Linked DNA regions of Mus musculus: region 2 is linked to region 1. A link is a contact called in public Hi-C data. All regions are on one chromosome and are shown on one strand. The core of a region is the stretch at or near the end of the contact, and the rest is flanking DNA. Distances in the headings are between cores, read along the strand shown. Region 1 overlaps Nhlrc2 (NHL repeat containing 2). Region 2 has its middle 32 kb from the start of Gm32718.

What was found. A called contact is a pair of places that touch in the nucleus more often than the background predicts.
Region 2: a contact with region 1 is called in a Hi-C map of Kupffer cells, with 5 times the contacts expected there. The contact joins two enhancer-like sites. A contact is called at or near these places in 2 of 39 promoter capture datasets (the C10 cell line and liver), 1 of 15 datasets of contacts at CTCF or cohesin (CD8 T cells), 18 of 484 Hi-C or Micro-C datasets (the AML12 cell line, the Ba/F3 cell line, the G1E-ER4 cell line and 11 more), 3 of 115 datasets of contacts at active chromatin or transcription factors (bone marrow-derived dendritic cells, cardiomyocytes and neural tube) and 1 of 9 other capture datasets (embryonic stem cells).

The regions. Positions count from the first base shown.
Region 1 is chr19:56,598,477-56,603,136 of GRCm38.p6, forward strand. It overlaps Nhlrc2 (NHL repeat containing 2), which reads left to right. Exons shown (of 11, transcript NM_025811.3): 11 at 1-370. Among named protein-coding and RNA genes, the nearest start is that of Nhlrc2, 53 kb to the left of the region's middle. Within about 2 kb of position 2,410, at least 36 of the 459 cell types and tissues checked have an H3K27ac peak or open chromatin away from gene starts, as enhancers often do. A contact at or near this core is called in Kupffer cells, where this site is marked.
Region 2 is chr19:56,773,004-56,777,647 of GRCm38.p6, forward strand. No RefSeq gene overlaps it. Among named protein-coding and RNA genes, the nearest start is that of Gm32718, 32 kb to the left of the region's middle. Within about 2 kb of position 1,263, at least 44 of the 459 cell types and tissues checked have an H3K27ac peak or open chromatin away from gene starts, as enhancers often do. A contact at or near this core is called in Kupffer cells, where this site is marked.

The DNA.
Region 1 (4,660 bases), core at 1,160-3,659:
TTTCATTTAAAATATTAGGGCTGAAACACACAGTGATTTACTGATACTGTTTTGGTATGTGTTTTCTTTAACCCCGTAAGAAACAGCACTGGAAGGGATCCTGGAGAGGTTTGGTTTTCATTGTTAACTTGAATTATCATAGATTATCATCATAACTGTTTAAGAGCCTTGCTCTTCTAAAACTGAGTGGACATGTGTTTTACTAAGACTACAAGGTTTCAGAAGCATTGTCTGAGCCCCACCTATAAATTTAATAAGCATTTAAGCATAGTCTACCTATTTATTAGTTAATTTTTGCAGTAGTTTTTGATAGGTAACATTTGCTTGTTTTATTGTTCAGTTAACTAAAAAAAAAAAAAAATCTGAAGTGAAAACTTGCTGACTTCCGTTATTAACTTAGAAATGCTGTTTCTCAGGAGCAAGGCGAACGTGAAAGGGAGGGGTCCTGTTTAGAGTTGCCCGTGGTTACCTCAGAAACCTTTGCACCTAGAACCAGCCAAGGCAGCGGCTCTGCAGCTCCAGCCTGGAGCTGGTGGTCTGTGGAGGGCCTCAGAGCGCCGCAGCCCTCGTTGATTTGTTGGATTCCTCGTTTATTTCCAGTTGGACGGGATGAGAATATTTTGGTTCAGTCATTTCCTGTTTGAGGACATAAACAGTTTCACTCTCTAAAACAGGGTATATACAGTTTAGCTTGTGTGGAAATTATTTTTCACTCTGAAAATACAAGCATGTATTCTGTAGTTTGATGTACCTTAAAAATCCCAAAATATTCTTTAACTCCCTTGATTTTCCCTTTGCCTGGGTAGGATCTTACTTGAGTCTTCAGTGACTGCGGGGATCTCGGTGGCTGCACACCCCACCCACCTGCCTCTCTGCACTGCTGGTCACAGCAGAATGTTAGTGGGGATGGACGGAGAAGGTGCTCAGTGAGCAGAGTGCGCTTTCCTAGGGTCAGGACTGACACAGTGTCTGCCAGGAGGAAACCTTGGTCACAGCACTTCTGGAGCTGCAGCGTCTCCTGTCCTCTCTGAGAGCCTTGTAGTTGTCCTGAGACAACTCTGTCTGCCTTGGGGCTCACACCACTGAGATAGGTTATGTGGGCCTCTGTTTTGCAGTGTGGGAAATCTAGGACTTAATGAACATGTGTAACCATGGTTTCTCCACATACGCGGAACTGACTGTCTTTCTCCATCCAGGGAAAAGTCTTCAGCTTCTGCCTTTGCCTCTGGCTTGGCAAAGATCAGAGTTGTTAACTCATTTGGAAGATGGTTCTTTGCCGTGCGCAGAGGCCCTGGGTTCAGTCCTCAGGAGGAAAATGAAATCACGAAAAGCTATGTTTTGTAGTGAACAGTAACATAAAGCCACGTGCAGGGGCCGTGTCACCTAAGCTCTAAATGAGCAAGCCCGTGCTGTCTCACTGAAATTCTACCTCTGAGAATACTCAATGGCCAGTACTTTAGAGAGTAATCTAATCTTCTCAAAGATACTAAAATAATCTGAATTGTAAGCACTAATAATTTTTCTAAAGCCACTTCTGTTACCAAAGATGGGGGTCTATTTAGAGTCCTTTCATTTACCAGTTTCCTTTAAAATTGTAGTTGGTGAGGACAGGGATAATTACGGTGTTTTATTGTTTAGCATGGTATAGTGGCAGGAGTATAGACTCTAGCAGTGTCTTGCCCTGCAGAGCTGGGCTGCTGGACCAAGCCTGGGCTTGCCGCCAGGCTTCAGTAAAATGCTCCCACGGCATTTAGCAGGGAGTAATTTATGAACTGCTACTTATCAGTTTAGTTCTAATAATGACAATAATTTATGGCCACAGACATGGGCTTGACTTTTTTTTTTTTTTACAACTCCAGTTTCTAAAGCAAAATCTTTCTCCACCATTTGACATGTTAGCAGTCCCAGTAGAATCTGGGCTCGAGAAGAAAAAGAACACTTTATGGTAGAATGTATTACCATTTCATAAACAATATTGTTTATAAAGAAGCACCTCTCTACTGTATTGAAGTATTTAAAAAGGCCTTCTGGAGCTTTAATGAATACGGCTTTTCCATAGAGGATCCAGACATAGCTGGAGACACACCACACTCTTAACAGCTTGTACAAGAATCTTCAGATTATAACCTGCGTGCCCTGGTGGGTGCTCTCACCCTGGGGCGGTGCCCTCTGCAGTCTTCAAAGTACTTGAGAATAACGTTACAGACTAGGTGTGAATGTTCCAGAGAAGGAAGCTGCTTCGGCATGTTGGGTACGAAGCTCCTGGGGTAGCGTCCAGTGCCTAGAACAGGACCTAGTATGTGGGTGCTGGCTGACAGCAGCAGAGCTTAACCGAGGCTCCCTACAGTGTGGAAAGTGGGGACCTACCCCCCGGCCTTCAGACGAGGGCAGAAGGAGGCTTACCTTCATTGAGTTCTCGCTCCCTGCTGGGAGTTTCCCTTCTGTGTGCTGACCACACGCAATCCTCACAACAGCCTTAGGATAGAGTCCCTCCTCCTTGAACAGTCACATCAGCACTAAGAGTGTACACAGAGGAAGTGGACAGCTGTCTGCCCCACTGCCTACTCTGTCGTCTCCCAAACTTGCAAGGTCACATATTTCATTCCTTCATGTAGTAACTTATCAGTCCAGAGGATTCCAGGAGCCCTGGGAATGCGTGTTTGTAAAATTCATTTAAATTCATTAAAGTCATTCAACTTACATGACTTCTCATAGATTCTTATCATCTGGGCCTTGGAATGGTCTATATAATCATTGGTTCCCAGAGGATTTTCTGTGCCCTTAATTTCAGTGACTATCCACAGTTTTTTCTTGGCAGGAGTATGTGTAGACATCCCAGTTAGCTCAACAGGACTGTCCCAGCAGCCAGTCCACCATAACGAGCATGGCTGGTGCAGGCCTGGAGACGTCTACCCATATCGGACACAGTGTGTTTTGTGAACCAAGTGAGGTGTAGAGGAATAAAGTCCTCTGCCTTCCTGCAGCCTTAATGGTCTGCTGTGCAGGCTCCCTGGTGACTCAGGAGTTGTTCCTGAAATCAGCGTGGCAGTGTGAGACAAGATGTCCTGCGTGTGCCAGTGGTGGTTTTTAGGGGCATCCCAGTGCAGCGTCTGTCCATTGTGAAGTAGTGTGGTCGTGAAGCAGTACTATGGTTCAGTGAGCAGCGCACTACATGGGTCAGAAATGACAGTGTGACAGAGTCACATACCTTGAGGCAGACCTGCGTGATAATCACCAAGATTGCTTTTTCCACCCGTGTTTCAAAGCCGACATGAAGAATGAGCCCTCGCCTGAGTCACTGTTTTAACCTGGCTTAATAGAATTTCCTTTTTCCAGTTTCTTTGCGTTAGGGTAATAGACAGAATGGTCGTTAAAGTTAGAGGCTTGGTAATCAAGCGAGGTGGCATTCTGTGGCTAATCAGCCTTGTCTCCTGCCTGTGCCGGCTTGTGTAGGCTGGCGCCTTGGCTCTCGGGTGGCCGCTATGAGCACACAGGCTGGCCCAGAATAGGACACAGCCCTGCCTGCAGGCTCTGCTAGGATAGCTTTCGCCATGGCGTGGTGCTTTGGTTTAATCATTGTCAGAGGTCAGAGTTGAAAACTAAAACCCTAGACGCTTGTGGAATGTGCGTCTAGGTGTAGTTACTCATTGTGTGGTGTGTCCTTTGCTCCCCTTGCACGTCACTCCTGTGTGCCTGTGGACACTGCTCTCGACAGCCTCCCGACCCAAGGAAAGAACCGCAAGGACTTTCCAGTACACTTCCACCTGTGGCCGCCCTCAGCTGTGGGTTAGAAATAAACACTGGACCTACATACTAGAGTGCCTGGCCTGGCTCAGACGTGGGCGTGAGCAGTGTTGCTGTTTGAAAGTGAAATCTGAAGCTCTAGTAACTCTTGGGTTGCTTAGTTTCAGCTTTCCACATGGAATAAATAAAACAAAATAAAACAAAAGGGAGGTGAGGTTCCGCCCTCTGAGATACAGACTCTTTAAAGAGGATTTTTATTATTCTGAACCTAGTTTCATGAGAAAATATGTTGAGATAAATAAGATCAAACAATCAAATGATGCCAGTGGGGATGAAAGCACATACGTTCCTAGTGTAGCCATTGGGGTATCTTCTATTTTAAAGACTGCTTGTCTCTATTTTTAGTTCCACCAGAAACATAATTGTTGGCACAGGGTTGGAATGTATTGTCGGTGCATGCCTGTGATGTCATCATTGCAAGTTACCCTCAAAAACTAAGCCAGAGCCCCAACTCAGCCCGTGACCTCCGCCCTCAGCTACAGAAACAGCTGTATTCCTGTCGAGCCTTTGCTGAGGAGCTGGGCTTCCACAGGGACTCAAGTGGGGAACGTGTTGCAGTGATCATTTTTCTAAAATTCCTAGTAATTTCTCAGTGTTCTACAGCAGAGAACAGGACCCCGTGTGACTGACTTCAGATTGGCTTCTCTTTGAAGTAGGGCTTCCTCACTGTCCATGGGCTGATGGTATAGCTTTAGGTCTCTCTGTAAGAGACGCCGTTACTGTCATTACTTCACGCCTTAAGGAATCAAGACCTCCACCAGTCTGTTACTCCTTCAAGGTATGCTTCATGGATGATCACGTTAGAGACTGTTGCCATCTTGTGTGGGTAAATGATGTCATTTGTGAGCATAGAGGT
Region 2 (4,644 bases), core at 13-2,512, 170 kb after region 1:
TGCGCAAACATCACTGGCTCTTGGTTTTCATAGAATCCAGAATGATCTCGCTGGGTCAGCTATCCCGTAATAGACACGGAAGAGTAGAGAACCTGAATTCTGCCCCTGCCTTAGTTTTTAGACCATGCGGCCTCAGTCCCAGACCCAGGCTGACCTCCAAGTGTCCAGGTCCTGAACAGCCTTGGTGACTGAGGAAGGGTTAGGCAAAATCTGCTGAAGGAAGGCAAGACTGTGCTCAGTGAGGCTCCCAGGGAGTCACAGCAGCCAGAGAGATGTCTTCTACCCACCCAGATCCCTACGGACTGCAGCAGCCTTACTTCCGTTTGCATCGTCTGACACAGAGAATGTATGTAATTGGTGAGGAGGGACAGATACAAGGACTGGTGTTATTTCTCAAGGCTCAAAGTCCCAAGAAGACATGCCATTTTGTATCATCGAAAGTTTGTCTTTCCAAACAGAACTTGGTCTCCAGATGTTAGGTGTGCGGAGACTAAAACGTCCACAGACCCCAACCCACCCACCAGACGCGCTGTGGTGAGCTCTCTGTCCTACCTATAGAGTGACAGCCTGCTTTTATTTATAGCACTTGGAACCCTCCACGGTTCCTTTTCTTACTTGATCTCATTTGCATCTCAAGAAAAGAGAACGAGCTTGATTCCAATTTTACCAGTGAGGAAACTGAACCATGCCATGCCCTTCCCAAATCCCCAGGATATGAACCTATGTTTGAGATAGCGCCTTAAAAGAAGTAATTACATTAAAATGGGGTCACTGGGGTGAGCTCTAATCCAATCTGACTGGTGTCTTTATAAAGAGAGATTAGAGTACAAATGCAAACACCCAGGCAAGATCACGTGAACACAGAGCAAGGGAGTCCCGCAAAGACAAGAGGGAGGCCTGCCACAGAAGCAGCCAACCTCTCCCCACACTTTTGTCCAGAAGTTTTGGCTTTCAATATGGAGGGGGGGGGTCTCTATTTTAAGCCACCTGATCCTTGGTATTTTATTATGGTTGCTACTGCAGACTAATACAGGCTCCCAGGTTCTCAAACTTTCCTGAGGTCTCACACTTAGCAAGAGCCAGAGTGAACTTCATTTCTCAAGCCCTACACTTTGTAAAGCCTTTATGGAATAAAATGTTTTGCATATGGGAATTAATTCTGCCACATAGCTGGTGATGTACAGCGGTTCTCTCACTGACTGACTGCCATGTTGTTCGAATCCTATTTATAGCAAAATGTCTCCAGGCATGGGGGAGGATGTTCCAGAGTTCCTACCACAGAAAGCTAAGGTAAGCCTCTTTATCTGTCCTGGTTTGTCCAGGACCCAGTGTCTCAGCACCAGACAGAGAATGACAAGGATTCTTAGGAAACAAACAAAGAACCTGCCATCGTCATCGGAACCAAGGCCCGTGAGAACAGACCTCTGGCCAGCACACTGAGGCCCAGCACCCTCCCTAGGCAGCTGTTGATCTGTCGGCTGCCTCCTGGTGACTTCAGTCTGTGGTCTTTTGCTTTGCCTTGGGACATGGAACTGAAACTCGGGTGTGAGCAGGGTTTTACATGGGGAACCCGTTTCTCTCTTTCCTCCTTGCCTTGGGGTTGGAGGCTCACAGGCTCCAAACTGGGCTTAACCCCGGAAGGAATGTCCTCAAACCACAAGGAACAAGACTTCCTCTGTCACAGAAGTGGCCCCAGAATGGGTGGCTAAGGAGTCTCCTCTACATGGGCCCTGTCACTCCCTCTGCCTACAGGGCTCTAGCTACATTTGTCCCTCCTGAAAGTGGGTTGGGGCAGGGAATGCAGGCTGACTTTCCCAGCAGGCGGACATCTCACTATCTGGCTAAGATAGTAACTGTTGAAAGTGACAGTGACATAGTCCATACTCACAGACGCAGCAACACACTCACTTTTGGTTCTGGAGCCAGGCGCTGCCTAAGGTCTACCGGACATAATGACATTGCATCCTGCCTGGCTCGAGGGCCAAAAGCTAAGGGTTCTGAGAACTCGTGTTCTTGCTCATTAATTTAGATAATGGGTTGGATTCATGAGAAGTCTGGGTTGCCATTTTCTTATTAACATCTTTGTAGCTCTCAGGAAGGTCATTAGATCCATATCAACAAACACATACACTTGGCAGTGGTGCCAATATACCAATAAAAGCCAATTCCCAATCTGTGATCTCCATGCCAAGTGGTGGAGTTGGATCCTTGCCTGGGCTATGGCACGGTAACTCTGGAGTTGTGGGAATCTTAGACATGGCCTATTGGGGGTGCCAGGAGCAGCCACCGCCCCCCCCCCCCCCTTATAGTGACTCGTGCAATGTCACACTTAGGATCGTCATCAAGCATCACAGCGAGGTGCAGGAATGGGAGGCAACTGCCCATCTTCACGATTCCCACAGAACAACTGCTCTGACTGCCAGTGCCACACAGCCGAGCGCGTGTTTCCACTTGCTGCAAGTCTCTAGTTACCTCTTAGGGAGGTGATGGCAGTGTTGGTGTTGGAACCAAGGGCCTCGACAACTGTGCTCAGAAATCTCCCTACCATTGAGTGTGATGCCTTTTGAACCCCATCCCACCAAACTTATCATCAAAGCTCCAGCAATGTTTCCAGCTATACACGGATGGAAATAGCTTCCGGAGGAAGAGTCCCCCAGATTCCAAGTCAGAAACGCATCTGGAAGAGAGGGAGCAACCCAGAGCTGCTTTCCCTCTGGCTCAGCGGATCTTAGGGACCTCACGGGTGCAGAAGGGAGGCGCTGGGAGGCCAGCAGTCGCCCACGAAGAGATCTGCTCCCGGGAAAGTCCTCAAAGCCAGGTGAAGTGTAGCATCCTGAAGGAAAAAAGGAGGGCTGAGCAGTGGGCCACTCCGCGGGAATCAAAGGCGGGGGCGGGGGAGAGGGTGTGGTGGGCCGCTGACAGAAAGAAGTGGCTGGCTGCAGGCTCCAAAGGGGACCTGTTCCCAGCTTGCCACTTGGATGGCACCTTTCAAAGCCCCACGGAGATACCAGGACAAAGGGATGAGAAGCTCCGCAGTGAGGGTGCGGCTCCTCCCCGCCTTTGAGCTCAGCGCAGCCCCGGAGCCGCCCTTGGCCGCTCTATGCTCCCTCCCTGGTGTCCTTTGATCCACCAGCTGCTCCAGCGGCCCTTTCGAGGAAGCCAGAGGAGGGGCGCCCAACTCCCCACTAGAGGGGAGGTAGAATTTCTTTGAAATGGAACAACCACGATCCTGTTGGCTTAATAGGAAGCTATCCACTGCAGACAAAGTTGGGTTTGCTTCCCATTTCCCCCTACCAAACCAAGATACTTCTTGGTCTTTTGCAAGAAAGCTCCCTTCAGTGAGGTGACTCTCATTCACAGAGAGGCTGGGTGGTTGGAAAACGTTCTTGTTAGGGGGTGAGAATGTAGCGCCTGCCCAGACAGGACAGTTCTCAGGCATGGCGTGAGAAGCCTCCTTGCTGTGTTCCTTCACACTGCCTTAAAGTTTATGAATCCTCCGCAGACCACACCTTGCTCTCCTGGCTGGTTCTGCTGTCACATTAAAACAGCTGTTTACAGACTGCTTGATCATTCCCACCCTGAACTCTTCCTGGACAGGAGAGAGCTACTCTAGAGTTTAGATGTTTAAAACAAAAACCCTTCCAGCTAGGCTCACAGCCTTATCTTCCAAACAACAGAAAGTAGAGCCTTTAGTAACACCATTCAGATTCAAGACCAGCTTCTCAGATTTCAGAGTGCCAGCAACTCTGTTTAATGTCCCAAAAGAACGATTTCTGAGCTTAAGAAATTACAGACCGAGAGAGCAGCAGAGTCGCTTGATGGAGTCGGAAGGTTGAGACCTAGGTCTGGCCAGGGTGAGGCAGAAAGATGATGTCACAGTGGTTCAGGCAAAGCGCCCGTAAGCACGTTGTCCTTTCTTCCAAATGTCTACCCTTGAGAGTAGGAAGTAAACTTTTCAAAGACGCTCTTGATGTTTTCTGGGTTAGAGTTTGGGCGAGAGTGAAGCCACACTCTAACACACTGTGTTGGGCTAGTGCCTGCCACTGAGACTGCTCTAAGGCTGTCTGTCACCTGACGCTGGAAGGCAAGAAGTACAGCTCACATTTCAGATACCTGAGGATCCTGAAGACGACAGCCAGGTTGATAAGCCTGGAGAGGGACACTCCCAGGGCAGGGTGGTGACAGCTGGTTGTTTGGTAACATTCCTCTGCCATCTAGTGGCACCAGCCTACACTTCCCTCTCAGATGAACTTCTTGGCGCTCCCACACTCCGACGGGAGTTTTTATTTCTTTCGTTCAAACTGAGTTTTTTAAATCAGCCATCTTAAGGGTCAGTGAGACGGTTCAGGAAGTGAGGGTGTTTCTCACCAAGTTGGAGCCTTAAGAGCCATTTGGCAGAAGGAATGTATCTATCTATCTACTCCCACAAGTGGTCTTTTGGCCTCCAAACACACTCAATGGCAACTGTGTGCATTTGCACATTAATGAAAAATCCATCTCAAGAGGTCCATCAGAGAAAAAGGCCCACTCCGCAGAACTGACTTTGAATCTGTGCCATGATGCCGGCCAGCCACTTCACCATGGGGATGCAGCCTGGTAATCTGTGACACGCGACAACTTGTTTCCTCCTACGAGTGTGCTTCC